Regions from separate parts of the Mus musculus genome. Here region 2 is linked to region 1. The links are chromatin contacts, called in public promoter capture Hi-C maps. All regions are on one chromosome and are shown on one strand. The core of a region is the stretch at or near the end of the contact, and the rest is flanking DNA. Distances in the headings are between cores, read along the strand shown. Region 1 overlaps Trak2 (trafficking protein, kinesin binding 2). Region 2 overlaps Als2 (alsin Rho guanine nucleotide exchange factor).

Evidence for each region. Capture Hi-C pulls out chosen DNA fragments and counts their contacts.
Region 2: a promoter capture Hi-C map of liver shows a contact between it and region 1. The contact joins two enhancer-like sites.

Annotation. Positions count from the first base shown.
Region 1 is chr1:58,943,682-58,949,264 of GRCm38.p6, reverse strand. Trak2 (trafficking protein, kinesin binding 2) reads left to right here. Exons shown (of 16, transcript NM_172406.3): 2 at 2,730-3,018. The coding sequence starts at 2,928. Among named protein-coding and RNA genes, the nearest start is that of Trak2, 27 kb to the left of the region's middle. Within about 2 kb of position 3,069, at least 24 of the 459 cell types and tissues checked have an H3K27ac peak or open chromatin away from gene starts, as enhancers often do. A contact at or near this core is called in liver, where this site is marked.
Region 2 is chr1:59,210,286-59,215,868 of GRCm38.p6, reverse strand. Als2 (alsin Rho guanine nucleotide exchange factor) reads left to right here. Exons shown (of 34, transcript NM_028717.6): 4 at 1-767; 5 at 4,381-4,738. Among named protein-coding and RNA genes, the nearest start is that of Als2, 24 kb to the left of the region's middle. Within about 2 kb of position 3,263, at least 20 of the 459 cell types and tissues checked have an H3K27ac peak or open chromatin away from gene starts, as enhancers often do. A contact at or near this core is called in liver, where this site is marked.

The sequences.
Region 1 (5,583 bases), core at 1,820-4,319:
ACAATTCTGAATAGCAAGATACTATGGGGAAACCCAAGTGTATACAGTAGAGTGCCCTTAGAACTTGAAAATGATCTTCGATGACAAGAATCATGGTACCTAACAAATATTGTGAGCTTTGCTTAGTATTGTACTGGCTAATCCACATTACTGAATTGCAAACTTATTCCAGGAAAATAGTTGTACATGTAAAAGAAATGTTAAGTATTTATTAAAATTATCAGCATTCAATTATAGAAAAATTGAATTTTTGTTATGCAAGCAAGCTTTTTGCAGGAAAAGAACTGTTGCTTATTCTGGTTTTTGGTTTGGGTTTTTATAAAAAGTTTTAGGAAGTAATAAAATGAATGGGACTGGAGAGATGGCTCAGCAGTCAAGAGCACTGGCTGCTCTTCCAGAGGATCTGAGTTCAGTTCCCAGCACTTGCATGGCGGCTCGAAGTTGTTATAACTCCAGTTCCAGGGAGATCAGATGCTCTCTTCCACAGGCAAACACTTACATTCATTAAATAAAAATAAAATCTCAAAAGGAAAGGAGGGTAAGAAATGGAGGGTCAGAAATGGAAATCCTGTGCCAGTGGCCACAGAAGTTTTTAAAGTGTGCCAATTTGTGGAAATCTGAAAGTCTAGGTAATGGGAAATTCTGATCTGTATTCACTAAACTCCTCTCTTACTTGATAATTTGTTTACCAGCCTGGTTTGAGCCCTAACTGTTGAATTACATTGTTTTCCAAAAGGTCACTTAATTCTTAAGCCTCTCTAATTTCCCCTTTGACTCCTCTAATTCTGTTGCTCACTTTGCACTTTGTCTCTGAGACTTGTATCCCTCGTGTTTCTAATTGTATCTCTGTTCTTCACTGACTGTTTTTTCTGTGATCTCTACTTAGACATAAGACAACTTCATGAAGATGCACTAGCCCTAACAGAAGCAGCTATGACTGCTCAACAGATGTCTTTATGCAAAGCATCTAGTTAGCACTGAACACCCCCTTCCTTCCACTCCCATCTCTCACAGGAGCCTTGAATTCACATTTCTCCTGCCTCTCCCCATTTAGTGTTGAGATTGCAGGTGTGCACTACCACACCCAGCTGAATAAGTTCCCGATAAGTTCCTGCTTTCTGTTGTTCTTTGTTTTAAGTAGGCATATATGTACATGTATATATGTGTGTGTGTGTGTGTGTGTGTGTGTGTGTGTGTGTGTATAAATACATTGCATTGCAACCTTTGTTTATTTTGTTTTGATGTTTCTTTATGACATCTCACTATATAGTACTGTCTGGCCTCAAATTCTTAGAGATCCACCTGCCTCTGGCCTTCCAAGTGCTGGGATTAAAGGAGTGTGCCACCATGCCTGGCTCTTTGATCGTTTTGAAACTAGGTCATGTTAAGTTGTGTAGGTTTACCTGAAACTTTTTCTGTAGCCTAAGCTGGCCTCCAACTCACTGTCCTTTGCCTCAGCCTCCTGAGTGCTGGGATCACATGTTCCTGGCCTGGATTCTGACTCCTTTCATGCACATTACTAAACTACTAAAACATTATGCATTACATGTACGCATTACTGAAACATATCATTATGGTCATTCCACTTGTATGTGTGCTTCTGAAAACAAAATACTTAAGTCAGTACTGTGTGGGTATTCTTGTCCCTATGTCGGGCATGCTTTGTGAATATCTACAGTGTATAAATTCTGTTGGTAGAATTGTTGAGTTGCAGTTCCTGTGCATCGAAAGCTTGGTAGACATTGGGAAAGCCTTTCTAAAACCTTATAGCAATTTATACTGTTATCGGTAGAGCTTTGAATCAGCCTTTTCTCTAGGCCCTGTCTATCCAATAGTGAGTAAAGCTTAGCTAAGTTTCATGGTCCAGCAGATAAATATTTTGAGTGATGTTGAATTTCTTTTTTATCAGTGGATCTCCACCAGGAGTAGTTTTGCCTCCAGGGACATCTGGCAGTGTCTGGAGACATTTTACCTGTTGCATCTAGGAGAAGGCCTAGAAAGGAGATTCTGCTAGCATCTAGTCAGGACAGGGCAAGTGTTGTTAAGGTTCATTCAGTGTGGGCCACACAAATGACACAAATGCCAGCAGTGGCCAGAGCTGAACAACTTACTCCATTTCGTCTCTTTTATTGGTTATTATCTACAGTTCTTAAGTTATTACATTATTTGTTTTTGGATTGTCGTGTACATGGTTCCTCCGTCGCAGTTTGCCTTCAAGTAGCGTTTCACTGTTCTACATACAGCATAAAGGCCTGGCATGCATGTGCCTCCATGTGCCTCCAGGCCTGTGCGCTGCAGCACTGCATTGCAGTTCTCCATGATAGGGCACTGCAGTAAAGAGTGCTGACATCATGCTTCAGCTGTGGAATTGGATTACACTTGGCATCATTCATGCACGTTTGAAGCCATCACTCGGGCTACATGTGTCGTTCCCAAACTCTTCTCCTGTGCCCAAGTCCTTCCCTCACCCAGCCAGTTATCTGCTCTTTGACATTGTAGATATATTGGTGGTGGCGGAGTTTTTTCCTAGAAGTCTTACAAAAATGCAATCATAAACCATGAGCTGACTTTTTTTCTTTTCTTTCTTTTTTTGACCCACCCTAATTGCATTGAGGTTTACTCATGTTGTTGTGTATGTCTTAGAAAAACATTTTTAATGGCAGGTGATTAGAGTCCTGTTATTAAAGAGCATGCTGAATTCTGACCACCCTCTCTGTTCTTTGTTTTAGGCCATGACTGTCCAGGATTGGTAACCACATGAGAGCACTTACAGCTGCAGATGTCACCTGACTCATCGCAGAAAATCTGTTCTAAAGAAAATATCCATATGACCACGCCCATTTCTTTACTAAATGGCTTAATGGATTTCCTTTCCTGCGATTCATACGAAAGCTGCCCCTTTCAACCAAAGCAGGAAAGGATTCTGCATGAGTCAATCCCAGAATGCCATTTTCAAATCACGAACAGGTGAAGCAAACCTCATGAGTAGCAATCATAGAGACTCGGAGAGCATCACTGGTGAGTTCACTTTGATAATGTTGAAGTGTTATTTCCTACCGGACAAAGTGCAAATTCCTCAGTCTGATCTGCATGACCTGCTGTGATGAAACCCCAGCCTCCCTATGCAGCCTGGTGACCCTGAGACAGAGTGACTTAAGTCAGTTCATCCTTGTCTCCTCTCACATTAGCAAAGTCTGCCTTCTGTGCAGTTCTTTGTGCCTGCCTCCCATATATCCACTGAACCCCTGTGAGCAGGACTTGTAAGCTAGCTCACTGACTTGTGGATTTGGAAGACAAAGTTGTAGGCCCTTGATGTTATATCTGCAAGAATAAATAATTTTAAAAATAAATAAATAAAAGAACATAAGAGAGCTTGCTGTGCTGCCATAAGGACCAGACTTCATTTTCCAAAGGAGCAGAGGGGTTCAGCCTTCTTGGAAAAGACTGACACTCAGCCAGCTCACTCTAGTTACTTTATTCAAACATTATACAAGGTTACTTGAGGCTGGGAAAGGTTCCAGCTACCAAAGTTATCTTGCCCTTGCTGTCCCTGAGAGCAGACAGCGCACACAGATCTCAGTCATTGGCTAGCCATAAACAAAGTAAGAACCACAGGTTTGCCAGGAGTACCCTAGGACCAAGGTTGGTTCTAGCTGCACACTCTCACGTAGCACCTAGTACAGATTCTCTAGAGAGACAACATTTCTTCAAGGTTCAAACAATCTCAAAACAATTTCTCAGCCTCTACTGATTAACCCAAACATATCTACTGATTGACCCAAACATAGCTCTCTCTCTCTCTCTCTTTCTCTCTCTCTCTCTCTCTCTCTCTCTCTCTCTCTCTCTCTCTCTCTCCTTTCTTTGGTTTTTCCAGATAGTACTTCTCTTTGTACCCCTTGAACTCACAGAGACCTGCCTGTCTCAGCTTCCTAATTGCTGGGATTAAAGCATGTGTCGGCTAGGCAGTGGTGGTGCACGCCTTTGATCCCTGTGCTTGGGAGGCAGAGGCAGGCGGATTTCTGAGTGCAAGGCCAGCCTGGTCTACAGAGTGAGTTCCAGGACAGCCAGGACTACACAGAGAAATCCTGTCTTGAAAAAAACAAACAACAAAAAAAGCATGTGTCACCATGCCCACAAGATTTTTTAATTTGTGCTTTTAAAATTATTATTTTTTAACCTTCTTTGCTATTGTAACAGAAAAGCAGTCATAGATTAACCATGAAAGAATGAATATGATCGTGTTCTGATCAAACTTGTCTTTAAGACCAGCAAAGGCTGTAGGTTCTGCCCTGCTGGCTGCTGCCCCACACCATGATCACTTGGTAAGGTCAGTCCATTGCTTTGAACCATTTCTGTAATCTGCACTGTAGCTTCTTTGGGGACTTTAGTTTCCTTGATGACTAATAACACTGAGTGTGCTTTCATATGCAGTTATTGGCCATTTAAAAATTCATGCAGTCTATGCAAAAATCATATGAATTATGTGAAATCCTGTTGAATTATGTGATCTTGATATATTCTATATAAGGGATTTTCCTTAGTTTAATTTTGTGTTGAGAAATCATCTGGCGATAAGAATCTTATTCCAGGACTGTGTCTCATCTGCTTTACATGGTGTAGTGGCTATTCCTGGTTGTCAACTTGACAATATTTGGAATGAACTACAATCCGGAATTGGAAGGCTCACCAGTGACCCTTATCTGGAGGCTTGGAGATCCTTATCTGGATCTTGGTTTGGAGATCTTGAGCCATAGTGGCTATGGATTCCAGAAGATTGAATCTCCAAGTTTAAGGAACACACCTTTAATCTGGGCTACACCTTTTCATCTGGGATTAAGGGTGTGGTGGAACACACCTTTAATCTGGGCTACACCTTCTGCTGGAGACAATATAAGGACATTGGAAGAAGGGAGTCTAGCTCTAGCTCTTGCTCCTTCGCCTGCTTGCTGTGTGAGACTGAGTAACTGCTAGATCCTTGGACTTCCATTCACAGCTGTGACTGAACCATTGTTGGGAATTGGGCTGCCAACTGTAAGTCATCAATAAATTCCTTTACTATCTAGAGACTATCCATAAGTTCTGTGACTCTAGAGAACCCTGACTAATACCGAAGTTGGTACCAGAAGTGGTTCTAGAATAACAGAAGTACAGGATGAATCTTTTAAAATACTGGAATTGGCTTGTTGATCCACCAGCACTTTCAACTATTGGAACCTCTCCAGATTCTCTCCCTCCTGGGAGCTCAAGAGAATTTTGAAGACCCATGGTTGAAACTATATTTCGAACTTAAAGAAGCTAATGCCCTTGATTTTCTTAATGAATTACGTGATTCAGTGCACAAAGCTTTCTACAAGATGGGGAAAAAATCGGAAAATGATTTTACTGGCTGGCTGCTCTTAGTATCTGTGGAAAAAATGATGAATGAAAGGAAGAAGTTGTGTGATAAAATCGAAAGGCTCCAGACACAAGTAAACGATCTAAAAGTTGCTAAGTGTGTCCTTGAAGAGAATCTTCTCTCTTGTAGCAATAGAGCTCAAGTTGCAGAAAATCAAACGGAAACTCTCATTGTAAGGTTGGCTGAAC
Region 2 (5,583 bases), core at 2,014-4,513, 270 kb before region 1:
GGGTGGTGTACATGTGGGGAGAGAATGCTGCCGGGCAGTGTGCGGTAGCTAACCAGCAGTATGTGCCGGAGCCGAGTCCTGTCAGCATTTCTGACTCGGAGACCAGCCCGTCATTAGCAGTTAGGATTCTGCAATTGGCATGTGGCGAGGAACACACACTGGCATTGTCACTCAGCAGAGAGATCTGGGCATGGGGCACCGGCTGTCAGCTGGGCCTCATCACCACCACTTTCCCAGTGACAAAGCCACAGAAGGTGGAACACCTTGCTGGACGCGTGGTGCTCCAGGTGGCCTGCGGTGCATTCCACAGCCTTGCACTTGTGCAGTGCCTCCCTCCTCAGGATCTGAAGCCAGTCCCAGAGAGATGCAATCAGTGCAGCCAGCTGCTCATCACCATGACAGACAAAGAGGACCATGTGATAATATCGGACAGCCATTGCTGCCCTTTAGGTGTGACATTGTCCGAGTCTCAAGCAGAAAAGCATGCCAGCCCTGCTCCCAGCCCTCACCCAGAGGCACTGGATGAGCAGGGAGAGGTGTTTGAGAACACGGTGGTAGAAGCTGAACTGAACATGGGAAGCAGTCAGACCACAAGTGGCAGTGCCATTTCCACCCAGCAGAACGTCGTGGGAACAGCTGAAGTGTCTTCTGCCAGAACAGCTCCGTCATACCCAGACACCCATGCGGTAACTGCATACCTGCAGAAGCTGTCAGAGCATTCGATGAGGGAGAACCATGAGCCTGGAGAAAAGCCACCCCAGGTCCAGGTAGCTGCTACATTTCATAGCATAAATGTTATTTGGAGTTATCAAGGTTATTTGGAGTTAAAGTCTTTGTTTTTGTGCTCCTTTAAGAGCTGAAGTCAAGTTCAGCAAGTTTTTTTTTTTCTCCCTCAGTCAGGCTGCTATAATTCTGTCTCTAGGCTCTAAGCAAGCCTAGAGAGGCGGGAGCCTGTGCTAATTCAGAAAGATGACATGCTGGGCTTGCTTTAGTTAGAAATGGCTTGTATTTTGCCATCCTGGCATTTTGCACCACATTTTGGTAGTCCCCAGAAGAGTATAATCAGTATAACGATGGCTCACAGAGCTGCTTCTGGACTGGACTGCGGTGTCTCTTCAGAGTTCCTAAAGCTCTCCCCTCTAGCGAGGTTACTAGGCTGCAGAGCATTTAGTTGTAGGCAAGCCTATGACAACTTAACAGTTTCTAGACTTGGTTCTGCATGTACATAATTTAGGAGGCCAAAGCAGGAGGATTGCTATGAGTTTGGGGCTAGCCTACACTACGTAGTATCAAGCCAGCAAGGGCTGCAATTAACACTCATAAACAAAAACCGAAAACAAAAACAAAAAGAGAGAAAAGAAACGAAACTTAGAGGTTTTCCATTATGTTTCAGGTTTGTTGTATTTTTAGTTTTGTTTTCAGTTATTACTGGTCCTTACTGGGCTTTATTTGAGGTGGGGAAATATTTTCTATTGTCTTATTCTCATTGAATTCTCACTGAAGACTTCAGAGTGGGTGACACCACTGCTGGAAACAGTGTTCCAAAAAGACAGTTTCTGGTTTGCTCTTGGGATTACTGGGGATTTACGATTTGCTTTGTGCCAAAGGTGGTAGTGGGAAGGAAGCAAGCCATCTAATCAGGAATGAACTGTTTCTGCTCTTTTTCACTCAGGGGCTTTACAGCCATGAGAGCTCTCAGTTCTTTATTCCCAAAGCTACTGTCAGAGTACGAAGGTGGGGTGTTTTTAGAAACAGTCTTGGGTCACACAAACTCTTTGAACTTGTTGGTACCTGACTTTTTTTTTTTCAATTAAGAGTAAACTGTTTATAAGAAAAAAATCTAAAGAAAGCAACATTAATTTACCAAGAATGTTTATAGAAAATTCTTAAACTGTATGTGTTTATAAAAAAATTTGATTTTCCTGATCTTAAGTTTGAGGCCAGATCAGGCTACAGAGGTTTTTGCATCAAAAACAAACACAGAAACGAGTTTGCCCTTTTAGAAGTCATTCCTCTATTAAATTTAAGGCTGAAAGCTTATTGTATTCAGCTCATTTGGGTATCAAATTACCACTATTAAAATTCTGTATTCCAAAAAAAAAAAAAAAACCATAAGATATTTCACTTTCCTTTGAACTTATTTTGATAAATTAAGTTTTTATTATGTATATTGGTTTTGGCAGTGTGTGTTCCTATTAAATTTAACTTAATCTTTGTAGGTAACATTTTAGCCTTACACTGAGCAGAAAAATTTATATGCTTTGTTATTGGTTGACTCTAAATTCTAAAATTATGTCTTCAATCAAAATGGCTAGTAATTAATTTTTCCCTACTTTATTTGTTTAAATACAATTGAATAGCTAGAATGTAGCTCAATGGCAGAGCACTTGCCAAGCATGCTTGAGGCTTTCATCACCTCAAATAAGTAAAGATATAAAAGTATACATGTATGCACACACACACATATATACACATATATACATATATATTACATCATTAACAGTAGCTTAAGTCTATGGGCAGTGATTTCTGCCTTGCCTTGCCTCCCCTCCCCTCCCCTCCCCTCCCCTCCCCTCCCCTCCCCTCCCCTCCCCTCCCCTCCCCTCCCCTCCCCTCCCCTCCCCTCCCCTCCCCTCCCCTCCTTTCTGGTCAGCGCTTCCTTCAGATGCCCTCAGGGCACCTGTTAGGAGCATCACAGATACAACAGGACAAAGGGTGGAGTCACAGTAGCACTGAACCCTTGTCATGAGACCTAAGCCATCAGAGTACTTGCCTTTAATTGTAGTTTTCAAGCCTCTGCTGACTGTTTTAATTAGATTACTTATTTGCATAGAAGTAACTTCTAAGTTTCTAATGTGTAAATATGTAATTTGATAAACTATACTGAGTGCCTGCTGTATGCCAGATACTGTGATAGGCACTGGGAATTACTTAAAAATTAGAAGAAAATTAGAAGCCATTGTTACTTCTATTTGGTTTGTTGTTGTTTTTGAGATAGCATTTCACTGTGTAGCCCAGGCTGGCCTGACCTGTACAAACATACTTTGCTAGGTTTGGTTCTGAAATCAGAATAAATTAAGGAACAATGTGCATATCTTTGGATATAAAAAGCAGTTTTTTCAAAAAATTATATTTTTAATTGTGTGTAGATGTTTAACTATGTGTAGGAGTGGGTTTCTGCATGTGAGTATGTGCATGTGCCCGAGGAGGTCAGAGTTGTTGGATCCCCAGGAACTAGAGGTACAGGTGGTTGTGAACCGCCTGGCATAGTCCCTGGTAGCTGAACTTGAGTCCTCTGAAAGAACAACAAGTGCTCTAAACCGCTGAGCTATCTTTCCAGCCATCAACCCTATGAGAAGCAGTAGTTTTTCAGTGTAACTGTGGTTATATGTCAAAAGCTTTTTGGTGTTTATTGAGAATATCTAATTTTTTTCTTTTTAGTAAACAGTATTTGATATTTCAACCTAGTTTTCACTGGTACTGGGAATTTTTTATTGAACTTTCTAATATTCCCACAAAGCATGCTAAGAACACTAGCTCCATGTATTTAATTATTAACCTATTCCTTTTATCCTCTGTGGTAACCAGAGCAAAGGTTGTAGCATGCCCGGCTACTGTGTCACAGGAGATAGTCACTGATGGATCAGCTCGAGAGTGTAGTTGAGGGGTAGTAGGTTAGGGCATAAAATTTCCTCCTATACAATTTACATCTAAATCTTCATTATAAAGTGTTTTAGAAAAAGCCTTCTTTTCTTAATATCTTATTTCTTCTGTTTCTTAGTTAGCAAGTAATCAGTTTAAATTTTCCTAAAAGTATTTAAGTAATAACAATTTGAGTTTTTCCAACCTTCTACCCAGGGTACCTTGCATTAAATCCAGTTATTTTCTTTTTTTTATGTCTATTTACTTTTTGGGACAAGGTCTTACTATGATAGGACAGGCTTGCTAGCTTTGACCTTGAGCACCTCTTGTCTCAGCCTCTCCAGGGCTGCAGCCAGGGCCCTTTGAACCTCACCCTCCTTTTCCCGTGCTTGGTTTTATAAAGTGGCTAGAGAGCATGTTAACATGCCACTAAAACCATGGCACCGAGACCAGAGGAAGCTCGTAGATGAAGAACTAGGTTTCAAGCACCATTTCCATATAGTATGTTAACTCTGCTATCAGGAGGGGTGAGACGGAAGATAGACAGTTCTGTTGTCATTGGCCTGGGATTTGCTGAGTAGCCCAGGCTGGCTTCATTCTTCCCCCTAAGCCTCCTTAATGCTAAGGTTACAGACAGACAGATCGCCTTTGGATCTGTTTTAGATTTTTTTATGCAGATAGCTATAAGCATTAAACTACTGACTGCTTATGTTTTTATCTACTGTGTATGTGTGTTAGCCTCTTGTAGAAGAAGCAGTTCCTGATCTTCACAGTCCACCAACCACAAGCACCTCAGCCCTCAACAGCTTGGTGGTCTCCTGTGCATCTGCTGTTGGTGTCAGAGTGGCTGCCACCTATGAAGCTGGGGCCTTGTCTCTCAAGAAAGTTATGAACTTTTACAGCACTGCCCCCTGCGAGACGGCAGCTCAGTCGGGCAGTGCCTCCACAGGCCCAGAAAGTCTGAAAGATCTCCGAGAAGAGCAGGTGAAACAGGAGTCACTGCAAGGGAAGAAAAGCTCAAGTCTCATGGACATCAGAGAGGAGGAGTTGGAGGGAGGGAGTCGAAGACTCTCCCTCCCAGGGTTGTTGTCGCAAGGTAATGCCTCAGTGCATTGACTTCTGGAGAGTCCTGGGTGCTGCCAGCATTGCATGCTGTGATATAACAACTTAGTCTTCCTAATGATCAGGGCTGACTCTGAAGTTTCTATAACCGTGGTTTATTAAAACAGTGACACCATTGCATACACTAGAAAGCCTTTGTTGCAAGGACCCTGATATAGCCGTCTCTTGTGAGACTAGTCCGGGGCCTAACAAACACAGAAGTGGATGCTCACAGTCAACTATTTGATGGATCACAGGGCCCCCAATGGAGGAGCTAGAGAAAGTATCCAAGGAGCTAAAGAGATCTGCAACCCTGTAGGTGCAACATCATGAACTAACCAGTACCCCAGAGCTCTTGACTCTAGCTGCACATGTATCAAAAGATGGCCTAGTCGGCCATCACTGGAAAGAGAGGCCCACTGGACAGGCAAACTTTATATGCCCCAGTACAGGGGAACGCCAGGGCCAAAAAATGGGAATGGGTGGGTAGGGGAGTGGGGGGGGGGTGTGTAGGAGGCTTTTGGGATAGCATTGGAAATGTCATTGAGGAAAATAACATAATAAAAAAAATAATAAAAAAAAAACCAAAAAACAGTGGCTTTAAGAGAAAGCTATCAGTTTCTCTGCTTCAGAAATAGTTACAGGATGAATCTTCAGGGTTTTTTTTTGTTTGTTTGTTTTTGTTTTTTTTGTTTTTTGTTTGAGACAGGGGTTCTCTGTATAGCCCTGGCTGTCCTGGAACACACTTTGTAGACCAGGCTGGCCTTGAACTCAGAAATCCGCCTGCCTCTGCCTCCTGAGTGCTGGGATTAAAGGCGTACGCCACCACGCCCGGCTGTA